Regions from separate parts of the Mus musculus genome. Here regions 1 and 3 are each linked to region 2. Evidence: chromatin contacts called from public Hi-C and HiChIP or PLAC-seq data. All regions are on one chromosome and are shown on one strand. Each heading gives the region's core, a stretch centred on a gene start, on an enhancer-like site or on the middle of the called end of the contact. The rest is flanking DNA. Distances are from core to core; before and after follow the strand shown. Region 1 overlaps Gm39596 (a long non-coding RNA gene). Region 2 has its middle 200 kb from the start of Eya1. Region 3 overlaps Eya1 (EYA transcriptional coactivator and phosphatase 1).

Region 1 (3,165 bases), core at 546-3,045, 400 kb before region 2:
GCCCTGGATGGTTTTACCTGTGTGGGAAGGGAGTTACAATGCAGTGCTTTGGAGAATACTCAGTACCATGGTCATGGTGTCTTCCTCAATGTGGTGAAGAAGATAGATTTAAAGCAAACATTTTAGTTTTGATCTAAAAATAGAATTGTAAAGATACAAATATTTAACAATTAGGACTTAGAAGTTGATAGTACATAAAAACAGATTAAGAATTAAAGAAATATGAATATTAAAGCCCAAATCAGTAACCCTTGTAACAATTACTGTTTAATAATTGTTAAAGTCAAGCTTGAGTCCCAATCACAGATTCTTGCCAGATATTAAGTTCCAGATCTGATTAATACTCAGCTTGTTTTGAGCTAACTCATCAAGGCTAAGAAGAAACTGCTATCTAGAGCCAATCGTGTTTCCTTCCTCTTTCATTCCCCCCTCTTTATTACTAACTATATGGATGTTATGATAATAGCTTTTGTCAGATAACCACACTCTAGTTCCACTTCCTTCTTTATCATCATTCAGCTAACACTGAGTAACTTAGTTATGTAGCTTAGAAGTTATTTGTGTTTAAATACACTTTGTGAAATTCACTACTGTAGCTGTGACATTTCCCCTTCCCTCTCCATCCTCCAACCCCACCCAGCCCTCTCCTACTTCCTCTAAAATTCATGGGTCCTTATTTTGTAATTATTGTCGTTACATTTTTATGCTCCCACATGTAAGTTTGTAAATACAGCCTGTTAAGTCCTGTCTTAGTTAGGATTTTACTTCTGAGAACAGACACCATGACCAATGCAACTCTTATAAGGACAACATTTAATTGGGGCTGGCTTACAGGTTCAGTCCATTATCATCAAAGCATGGTGCAGTTGGAGCTGAGAATTCTACATCTTTATCTGAAGGATGATAGGAGAAGACTGGCCCCCATGGGGTTGGTCTGATTGCCCACCCCCACAGTGACACACTTCCTCCAACAAGGCCACAGCTACTCCAACAAGGTCACACATCCTAATAATGCTACTTCCTGGGCCAAGCATATTCAAACCACCACAGTGATTTTACCACCACCCTCAGTGTTGTTCAGGTGTGTGTGTGATTCAGGGTGACTCCTTAGCCCCGGGGAAGATCCAATTGCTGAGTCTCAACAAGAGAGAGACTCCATCCATCATGCTGTCTACCTACCTTTTGGTGCTTTCTTTAAAAAATAGGCCCGGTAACTTAGTGTGTAGCCCAGTCTGGCCTCAGCACACAGCACCTGTGACCCGTCCAGCAGGTTCAGTTATTAGAGGGTCTTGAGGGGACCTTCTCCTAAGAACCAAATGGGGGGTAGAGAGAGACGAGAACCTTGTGCAATGAATGACACACGGAAGCAGTCCGAGTAGCATCAAGGACCCAATGTATTGAGCAAGGCCCAAGGCTTAAATGCACAAACAAAAGGGGAAGTGCCTTTCAGCAGGAGGGGTGGGGCAGTAGAATTGCACAAGCAAAAGGGGAAGTACAGGTACTTATCAGTGGGAGGGGTGGGGCAATAGAATTGCACAAGCAAAAGGGGAAGTACTTATCAGCGGGAGGGGTGGGGCAATAGAAATTTTTCTTTTGGCAGCTACACGGGGAAGCAGGAACTTGGTGGTATCAGGGTGTGGTCAGGACATCTGGCACTGACTTAGGGCTGGAACATTCTGTGGTTGTTCTCGGAATGGTGTGTCAGTGGCCCGCTTTTGACCCCCTTCTCTTCTCGGGGGAGAGGCCCAGTTCAGAGATCAGGACAATATTGTTGTCTTAATCGCTCCCAACACACCTGTGCTTTGGATATTGAGATTATAGAGACTGTGCCTGGTAACAAGTAAGGCAGACTCCTTTCATCTCGAAGTTGTAAAATCAGAGTTAAAGTTCAAGTGTGGATATAAAGGATGTATAAATTGCCAATGTGAATAAAGGGTTTGATGTCAGTGCATTAGAAAATGAAGTAATTTAGGATGGAAATTAATGGCAAAACAGAAATTATTGCAAAGATGATCTCCATCTATCAAAGGAAAATCTAGCCAGTTCCTAGACTGTAAAAAAATTTAGCACAAAACAGCAGGAGTTACCAAGACATAAATGTGTCAGATGGATGTTCCTGAGGATGTTTAATGTCTTGCTCTGAAAGACAGTCCCTTGTCTCTGCCCTGAGAACATTGATCATGTGAAGAGAGTTAGCAGTACTGTTAGAACCAAATACTCATTCTTTCTAATCACTCCTGCATTCCGTTTTTAAAGGGTTCACCAAAGGGATGATTGCAAATTCTGATTAGGTGAAGAGCACAACTGTGTGTAAGTGCTGGAGATTGCCATAGCTATGGCCAAGCAGCAGCACAGTGTAAGAAACTGCTTAGTAAGCTCTGTCATCACTTCTGGAAGAATATATCACTTCCAAGGTCTGTAATGTCTAAAATATGTATTGTGAATTAGTATTCATAATATCTGAAAACTGATATGGACTATGCTATTTACATGAGGCCTTCGCTTTTAGATAAGTTTCTCAGCCAGCATCCAATCTGTCATGACTCCAGCTGGGTGATCTTACTCACTCATCACAGCCTCATTCCTTCCCCCATTGAAAGGGTTCCTGGGGCAATGTATGCAGGGAGCAGCCCAGTGGGGAAGGCCAGGTCATCTTGGCCAACGGTTTTTCCTGTTGCCAGCTAATCCCTTGTTATTTGTAGGTCTATAGGGACAAAGGCAAAATGAAATACCTCTAATTCCTGGGACTGGTGTTTTCCATCATTTCCTGAAGCCATTTAGTACTTAACACCCCCAAAAAATTGTTCATTAAATTATAATGGAAAAGTGATTCCATATCTTTTCTTCCCAGCCACTTTATCCCTTGTCATTACATTTAGCCCTTGATGCTGGCATGGTGGGATATAAAATCTGATTGTCTAGGCCACATGATACAGTGGCAGTATTTCTATAAAGATACCCTCTCTTGTCACTCCTTTAGATGTGGTATGATAGATAAGTCAAGTATGTGTATATGTGAGAACAATATCGGGTTGATGTTTCTATTTCAGTTAAATCTTGTTTTAAAAGCGTACAGAAAGCAACTGATGGAAAAACAAAGTGCCTTGTCTTAATTTGTTTAAGCTGCTCCAACAAAATACCACAAACCAACAACTCACTAACAAT
Region 2 (3,006 bases), core at 97-2,596:
CTGTGTTGTTTCACTAATTTAATTTTTTAACGAAAGGACATATTTTTGTGAGTCAAAAAGACAAATATTGTCAACAAAGCTGCATTCTTCGATAAGCTAAAATCAAACACACTCCATTGCAAATCTGTGAGACTACTACCCTTTCTATCACACTGAGGGCTTAGGAAAAAAGAAAAAAAATGATTTCCCAACAAAAACAGAGTTTTGTTTTTCTTCTCTGGCATGGCTTCAATTAAGCAAAACATGTCGGCAAAACTGCAGTAAAAACCCTAGGCGATGTAAATACCCAAAGAAATTCAAGGTTGATTATATTTGGGGGTCACTAAAATTTCATTACTATGTATCACTGAAGTAGAGAAGTCAGAGGCCTCAAAGCAGATGAGACCGACCCCCTCACTGTGTGTGTGTGTGTGTGTGTGTGTGTGTGTGTGACAGAGAGAGAGAGAGAGAGAGAGAGAGAGAGAGAGAGAGAGAGAGAGAGATTTCTTCCAGTTAGGAAAAGCAAAACACATGAAATGTAAATGCAAGAGGCATATCTTGGTTTCATTTTTCTAGGGCCAAGTATGTATTTTGGAGATTTTGAAGGCCAGTTGCCAGTTCTTGGATGTATGGGAATAAAACACTCGCACAAATGCCAAATGCTTGCGGTTTATGCAAACAACAGAAAATCCCGGGTTTTGCATTTAGGTAGATAAATGGAGAGATAAAATGACAGAAATCAGTTACAGTTTGTTGTGGATTTATCTCCGCGATAGGATTTTCCCTACGTTTCCAAAACATGTTCATTTACAAACACTTGCTAATAGTCTAAGCACCTGGGACCAGCCATTTCCTTACTTCGCGAGTGTGAAGTTCTTGGGGAGCGGTAACCTAAGAGATGCTGGAAAAGCAATTCCTTGCAGCTAGACCTAAAGACCTAAAGAAGCAGTAAGGTTTCTGGATTTTGCGGGGATGTTTTATGAGAAGAAAAGAGCTGAAGGGACCTGCAGGGCGCCTGAGATGCCACGCCTTGTAGAGTTTTGAATAACACCTTTTCCTCGATTGCTAGGCGGGAAAAGGAGGGGACTCTTAGGTGGAAGAAATGAGGGCGATTTGGGTGCTTCATCTGGTCCAGTGAAGAAGGCAAATCAGGAAACCCTTATGACTCTGGCCCATCCTTTATGGAACTGGTCGGCAGTGAGCACTGCACACTGAGCAGCTAGCTGCCTGCTGCGCGGGTCACAGCCGCCTCAGTGGCCCTCCTGCTCGCCCTCTGTACTCTCGAGCTTCCGAGACCCGGACACCAGCCCGCTCCCGGCGGCGTCTATTACGAGCAGCTGCTTCTGCTTAGCCCAGCGAGGATCAGTTGGCCCCAGCCCACCGCCTCTCCTCGGCTTCGGCTCCTCCCTCCCCTCTCTACCTTCCCCGCCTCTACCCCGTGCACCGCGGTGGCTGCCGCAGGTCAACGCGGTGTCGCAGCCACCCGCCTGGGTTCACAGACCCTGGATGGGGTGCGGGGCGGGGCGGGGCGGGAGATAGGGGCGGGGGCAAGGGGAGGGAGAGGGAATCGGGAGACTACAGATGGGCGCTACCCAGGAGGATCCCGAGGCCTCAGGAAAAAGGGCAGTTGGGAGCAGACGCCTGAAGAGGCCCGGGACATCGGACTCTGCAAGTCACCTGCGGCGCCCGGGAGCGTGGGCTCCGGAGAAAGGCCCGTGGTGTGCAGGTGTGGGGAAGTTTCCCCGCAAGTGCGAGGCACGTCGAGGCGCTCCACGACCATCTAGGGCACTGTCGTCTAGAGGTCCTCTCCTTGGTCCAGTAACCCCGCTGGCAGCCGTCGCTAGAGACTTAGAAGGAAACAGTAGCTGCGGGTCCCAAAGGTTCGGATGGGAGTTAGGCAGGAAGTCAAATCTGCAGCTACTGGCGGTGTGGGCAGAGGAGTGGGCTCTGGGGTTGTCCCAGCAGAAGCTGACAAAAGTCCTCTCTCTTAGTGCTGGAGAGAGTGAGTACTTGAGTCTCCGGAGTCTCTGGAGAGTGCTTTACTCAGGGTGTCCACAGACCTGGCTCCCTTGCTAGGTGCAAAGACTTGGTTTGAAACCTAAGATGCACTATGATGATGAGGAGCTCTTTCAGACAGCAGTAGAGTCTGGTGGTAGGCATGAGGTTAAGATAAGCTCGCACAGTTTTGTTTTGCCTTCTGTCGTGAAGAGTCATAGCATCTGGCCTGTCCAGACGTGACCAAAGCGCCTGTCCGACCCTGAGCTGAGCACTGGGTGCTCCTAGCAACAAAGGCAAAGGGGATGTCAAATCCCAGAGAAAAGGGAACCGGGCTATGTAGGCATCAGGGTCATCTGGCCACGTTAAGGTTTTTATGTCTTTTGTATACAATAATTTCTGGCGCAGTGAGAGCCACCAGGAAACTGTTTAAAGAGAAAACAGCCAGCCAGGCAGTCCCAAACTCAGAATTTTACGTACAATTTTGCAGTTGTAAGCCTGAGGGCATTTTAGTGTCAGAGTCCAATGACGTTAAAACCTTTCTTCCCTGAACTCACTGGCTTAGGTCTTTATTCTGCAGTTGTGGTCCATATCATTTTTTTTTAATTGTCAAAAATGGGCAGAGAATCACAGTGAATGGAGTCCTCCATGCTCCTTTGCTGTTATGTTCTTGTTTTTAGTTTTTACTGTCGTCGTCGTCATCATCATCATCATCGTCAGGCTGCCTTACCTTAAGCCTTCTCGACAGGAGTGAAGCCATTCAAGGCCCACAGCAGGAAGCTTCTCCTACTCCCACTCCCATCTCTGTATCTCCCCTCCAGTCTACCCACCTTGATAACCATAGTCTCAGGCCTAATATATACATGCAGGTTACTGAAACTTGGAGTAGATACTCCCCCTCCCCCACCCCCACCCCCAGTGCCCCAGGCGGAGGACAAATCATTTATTTCTCCCAATAAGGCTGCAGAATTCCTAGAGCCTTCTTTTCTTTGGGGAACTGGGAGAATCCAGTTTCTGGAAGAGTATAAACAA
Region 3 (3,338 bases), core at 651-3,150, 320 kb before region 2:
CAGATTCATAAAGAAGAAACAGTTCAAAGAGACCATCAATTATCATTCATTTGCAAATGTGTGCTTAGTTTTCAGGGACTGTGTGTGTCCCTGGACATTCCCAGATCCCCATCTTTCAGTGGACCATTTCTAACCATGGACTATGGGGACGAGTTGACTGCCCTTCTGGTTCTAGGGTGGGTGACAGTCCTTGGGGTGGTTAGGGACAGTGTCTTGGCATGCTGTCTGACTCTATGGAATGATGTTTCTCCCCCCCAGACCTAGGACTGGTTCCTGGCTGGAGGAAGGCACATATTTACTATGCACATATTTTCCAGCCATACTGGAAACAGCTCCATCCATGCATCTGCCATTATATTAACTGATTGTTATTTCCTTTATATTTAAGCCACTTTGACCATCATGAACTATGCTGAGAAAACTCAGGCTAACACAACACAGGACAGGGAACAATGTTATAACCCATCTTGTGTTGTGGACAAGGTTGGTTTGGAAGGATCATTGAGTGTTGAAAAGGTCAAGGAGCTGACCCCAGGTCACTGCAGGCCATCCCAGGTCACTGCAGGCCACCCCATATCACTGCAGGCTATCCCAGGTCACTGCAGGCCACCGCCATCCCATGGCACTTGGCAGCCAGGGCAGCTGGTTCTAGTCTTATGTCTGTTATAAAATTGTAGTAGAATTTAATGTTAGATAAAACTGTCCGTATTCTATTATACCCAACAGTGTGGCCCCAGAGTGAGTGGCACTTTGTAGGTGTACACTCCTGGCCCAGCCCACCGAGGCCTCCACCAGCCACTTGCCTCCCACGTTGTTTTTGTAGGTGTTGTAGATCTCTTTTACTCGTCTGTAGCGGAAGGCCAGTTTCCGCATCCAGTCCACACCACCTCGGACACCAGTTGCCAGGCATAAATTAGCACTGGTGGCTGCAGCAGGAAAGCCATCTGTTCCAAAGTTGTATGTGCTATTTAGATGCAAGAGAAGCCCGGAGTTAATCAAACAGAAAATTCATCTTAATTGCTGAGTAATTAAACTCTTTTAACAGAGGAAAACTCAGTCTGGGCACCAAGGCTCGCTCACCTCAGGTCCTGGCCGTTGTCGTCTGATGAAACATCATCTATATGGACTTGGTCACACTCCTGAAATGCAATTTAAATGGTGTGTGTTAATTTTTAAGAAGCACCTTTAAAAAGAAACCCAAAGCAGTGAATTAAAAAAAAAAAAAATAAAACACCTTAATTGGTATTCTTTTCAACTATACCATCAGTAGGCGGCAGTCTTGTTAAATTGGCATTTTTACCTGTTTGGAGGCCCTTTTCTACAAGAAATGAGCACTGTCATCAAGGACTACTGTTGCTCAGCTTCAGAAAACACATTTTTGTGTTTAGAAAGGAAAGTGATTGAAAACAATTAGCATGTGTGTTCCATAAACCTCAGGTACCTAAACACACAATACTGCTCAAAGCTTGATTCGGAGAGTGCTTGGCCTAACTAAAACCAGACATTTTGGTAAATGCAACATGCTAGAAAAATTAAACCTGATGCTAACTGCCAATGAAATTATGACCTTTGATTGCTTGCCGAACCACACACCAACAGGGCCTGAGGCAAGGGTGCCGAGGAGCCAGACAGAAAATCTGTTACTGGTTTACCATTCACTCGAGAGATGTGAGTTTTATTCTCTCTCTCTGTGTGTGTGTGTGTGTGTGTGTGTGTGTATGCACCCACATGCTCAGGATTTAAAAAAGCGTGGATGACCTCAAAACTAAATAAAAATAGTCAAGCCATATCGTGTGTTTTTCCCAAACATTTCCATGTTATTTTTACTGTTTTCCTAGCACTACATGTTCATGGTAAGCACTGGATTTATTATGCTGTTGTAAGCAGGCTAAGATAGGCACTATTCAGAACACCTAGTCACAATCATGGGCTGGAGCTCCGCTCCACAGGGCCCCGTTTCTGCACCTGTTCATAATGAAACAGCAGGGAGCATCCTCCTGCTGTGTCCCCAGCCCTCCTCCTGCTGTGTCCCCAGCCCTCCTGCTGTGTGTGTCCCCAGCCCAGGGTGACGGTGGGAAGCAGCAGTCCCCTGTCAACATGAGCGATGAATAAGGAGATAGCGATTTAGAACTAGAGATGGTGTCCACCACAGAAGCAAGTAATTCTTACACTTGGCTTGCTTTTGTATGTTGGGTCACATCTCTGCCATTTTACCCAGTTCTCCATATGGACCTTAGGATACTTATTTCCATTAGAGTTTTAGTTAAAAGCTGTTATTAGAAGAAGGTTCTCCAGACAAAGCTCTAGCGGGTTTCTGACAAAGTTAGCCATGTAAAATCTAGGCCCTCTCTGCCAGTCAGCACATTCAGCGAGGCCACAAAACAGCACCCCATAGAAATAGAAGGTAGTTTCCTCATGCTGCTGGCTCCTTCTGGACAAATCCTCCTCTCCATGGGTTTGTGAGGAAGGCAGCAGGAGACAGAAGGGGAGAGAAATTCAAACCAGCTGTTCCTTCTCAGCATTGAAAAGGTGACCCGCCCCCAACCTTTTCCCAAGGCATCTATTTTGCAGGCAGCCCTCTCCTAGCAAGCAGAGAGTTCCAAGAAGACGACTTTGGCCTGTAACCCTTCTGGGCTCTCCTGAGGTCTGTGACCTCAGATAAGAAAAAGGAAAAACAGGGCTCAGAACCCTTATGTGCTGACTGTGAATTGAACATTTGCAAAATGGGTCATTCTAGGGAAATACAGCAAGCACCTTGCTACTTAGCACTAACAATTAAGTCTTAGTCTAGAAGACAGAATCATTGTTTGCTAAACAACCTAATTCCAGCTCTAGAGGGGTTCTGAATCAGGAAAAGAGATCTCAGATCCTTATCAAGCAATGCAGTTTTTATGTCCCTACCACCACTAACAGATCCCCCCCCCCACAACCTCCCACACCCCCAGTAAGCGGAAGAGGAAAAAAAGACTACAGCCCCTAACATAGCTTCTCTCTGTCTTGGGAAAGTCAGGAACTAGCTGGGGAAAAGATGTGTGGAAAAAGTGGGTGGATGGGAGAGTCAAAAAATCTAAGGTGGAGGACTCTATAGCTAGGGATGGGAAGGCTTGTCTGGAAAGCAGGGTGCAAGGAGTCTGTCTTAAGCCGATTCAGTTTTAAATTCCCACCCTCTGAGAAGTGAGCTAACACAGTTGATGAGCCATTGTTGCCATAGTTTTCCGGACCGCGCTTTGTTTCTCTTGTTACCTGTATTTAAGACTCATTGTTCCAGGTTAGACTCCAAGTGAAGACTTGTTTAGTATCTTTTCAAGGTAATCAAGTCAACAGTTTCAGGCTTTTCC

The links. Hi-C and Micro-C count contacts between places; a contact is called where the count stands out from the background. HiChIP or PLAC-seq counts read pairs in DNA pulled down with a chosen protein or histone mark.
Region 1: a contact with region 2 is called in a Hi-C map of the G1E-ER4 cell line, with 3 times the contacts expected there. The contact joins two enhancer-like sites. A contact is called at or near these places in 1 of 484 Hi-C or Micro-C datasets (the G1E-ER4 cell line) and 1 of 115 datasets of contacts at active chromatin or transcription factors (astrocytes).
Region 3: an H3K4me3 HiChIP or PLAC-seq map of embryonic midbrain shows a contact between it and region 2, with 5 times the contacts expected there. The contact joins two enhancer-like sites. A contact is called at or near these places in 3 of 39 promoter capture datasets (cranial neural crest, frontonasal cranial neural crest and maxillary cranial neural crest), 4 of 484 Hi-C or Micro-C datasets (cerebral cortex, cortical neurons, cranial neural crest and 1 more) and 3 of 115 datasets of contacts at active chromatin or transcription factors (embryonic forebrain, embryonic midbrain and embryonic stem cells).

The regions. Positions count from the first base shown.
Region 1 is chr1:14,104,221-14,107,385 of GRCm38.p6, forward strand. All of the region lies in intron 3 of Gm39596 (a long non-coding RNA gene), which reads left to right. Among named protein-coding and RNA genes, the nearest start is that of Gm39596, 64 kb to the left of the region's middle. Within about 2 kb of position 1,796, at least 5 of the 459 cell types and tissues checked have an H3K27ac peak or open chromatin away from gene starts, as enhancers often do. A contact at or near this core is called in the G1E-ER4 cell line, where this site is marked.
Region 2 is chr1:14,505,330-14,508,335 of GRCm38.p6, forward strand. No RefSeq gene overlaps it. Among named protein-coding and RNA genes, the nearest start is that of Eya1, 200 kb to the left of the region's middle. Within about 2 kb of position 1,347, at least 96 of the 459 cell types and tissues checked have an H3K27ac peak or open chromatin away from gene starts, as enhancers often do. A contact at or near this core is called in the G1E-ER4 cell line and cortical neurons, where this site is marked.
Region 3 is chr1:14,183,546-14,186,883 of GRCm38.p6, forward strand. It overlaps Eya1 (EYA transcriptional coactivator and phosphatase 1), which reads right to left. Exons shown (of 18, transcript NM_001310459.1): 13 at 1,081-1,139; 14 at 804-964. Among named protein-coding and RNA genes, the nearest start is that of Eya1, 120 kb to the right of the region's middle. Within about 2 kb of position 1,901, at least 26 of the 459 cell types and tissues checked have an H3K27ac peak or open chromatin away from gene starts, as enhancers often do. A contact at or near this core is called in cortical neurons, where this site is marked.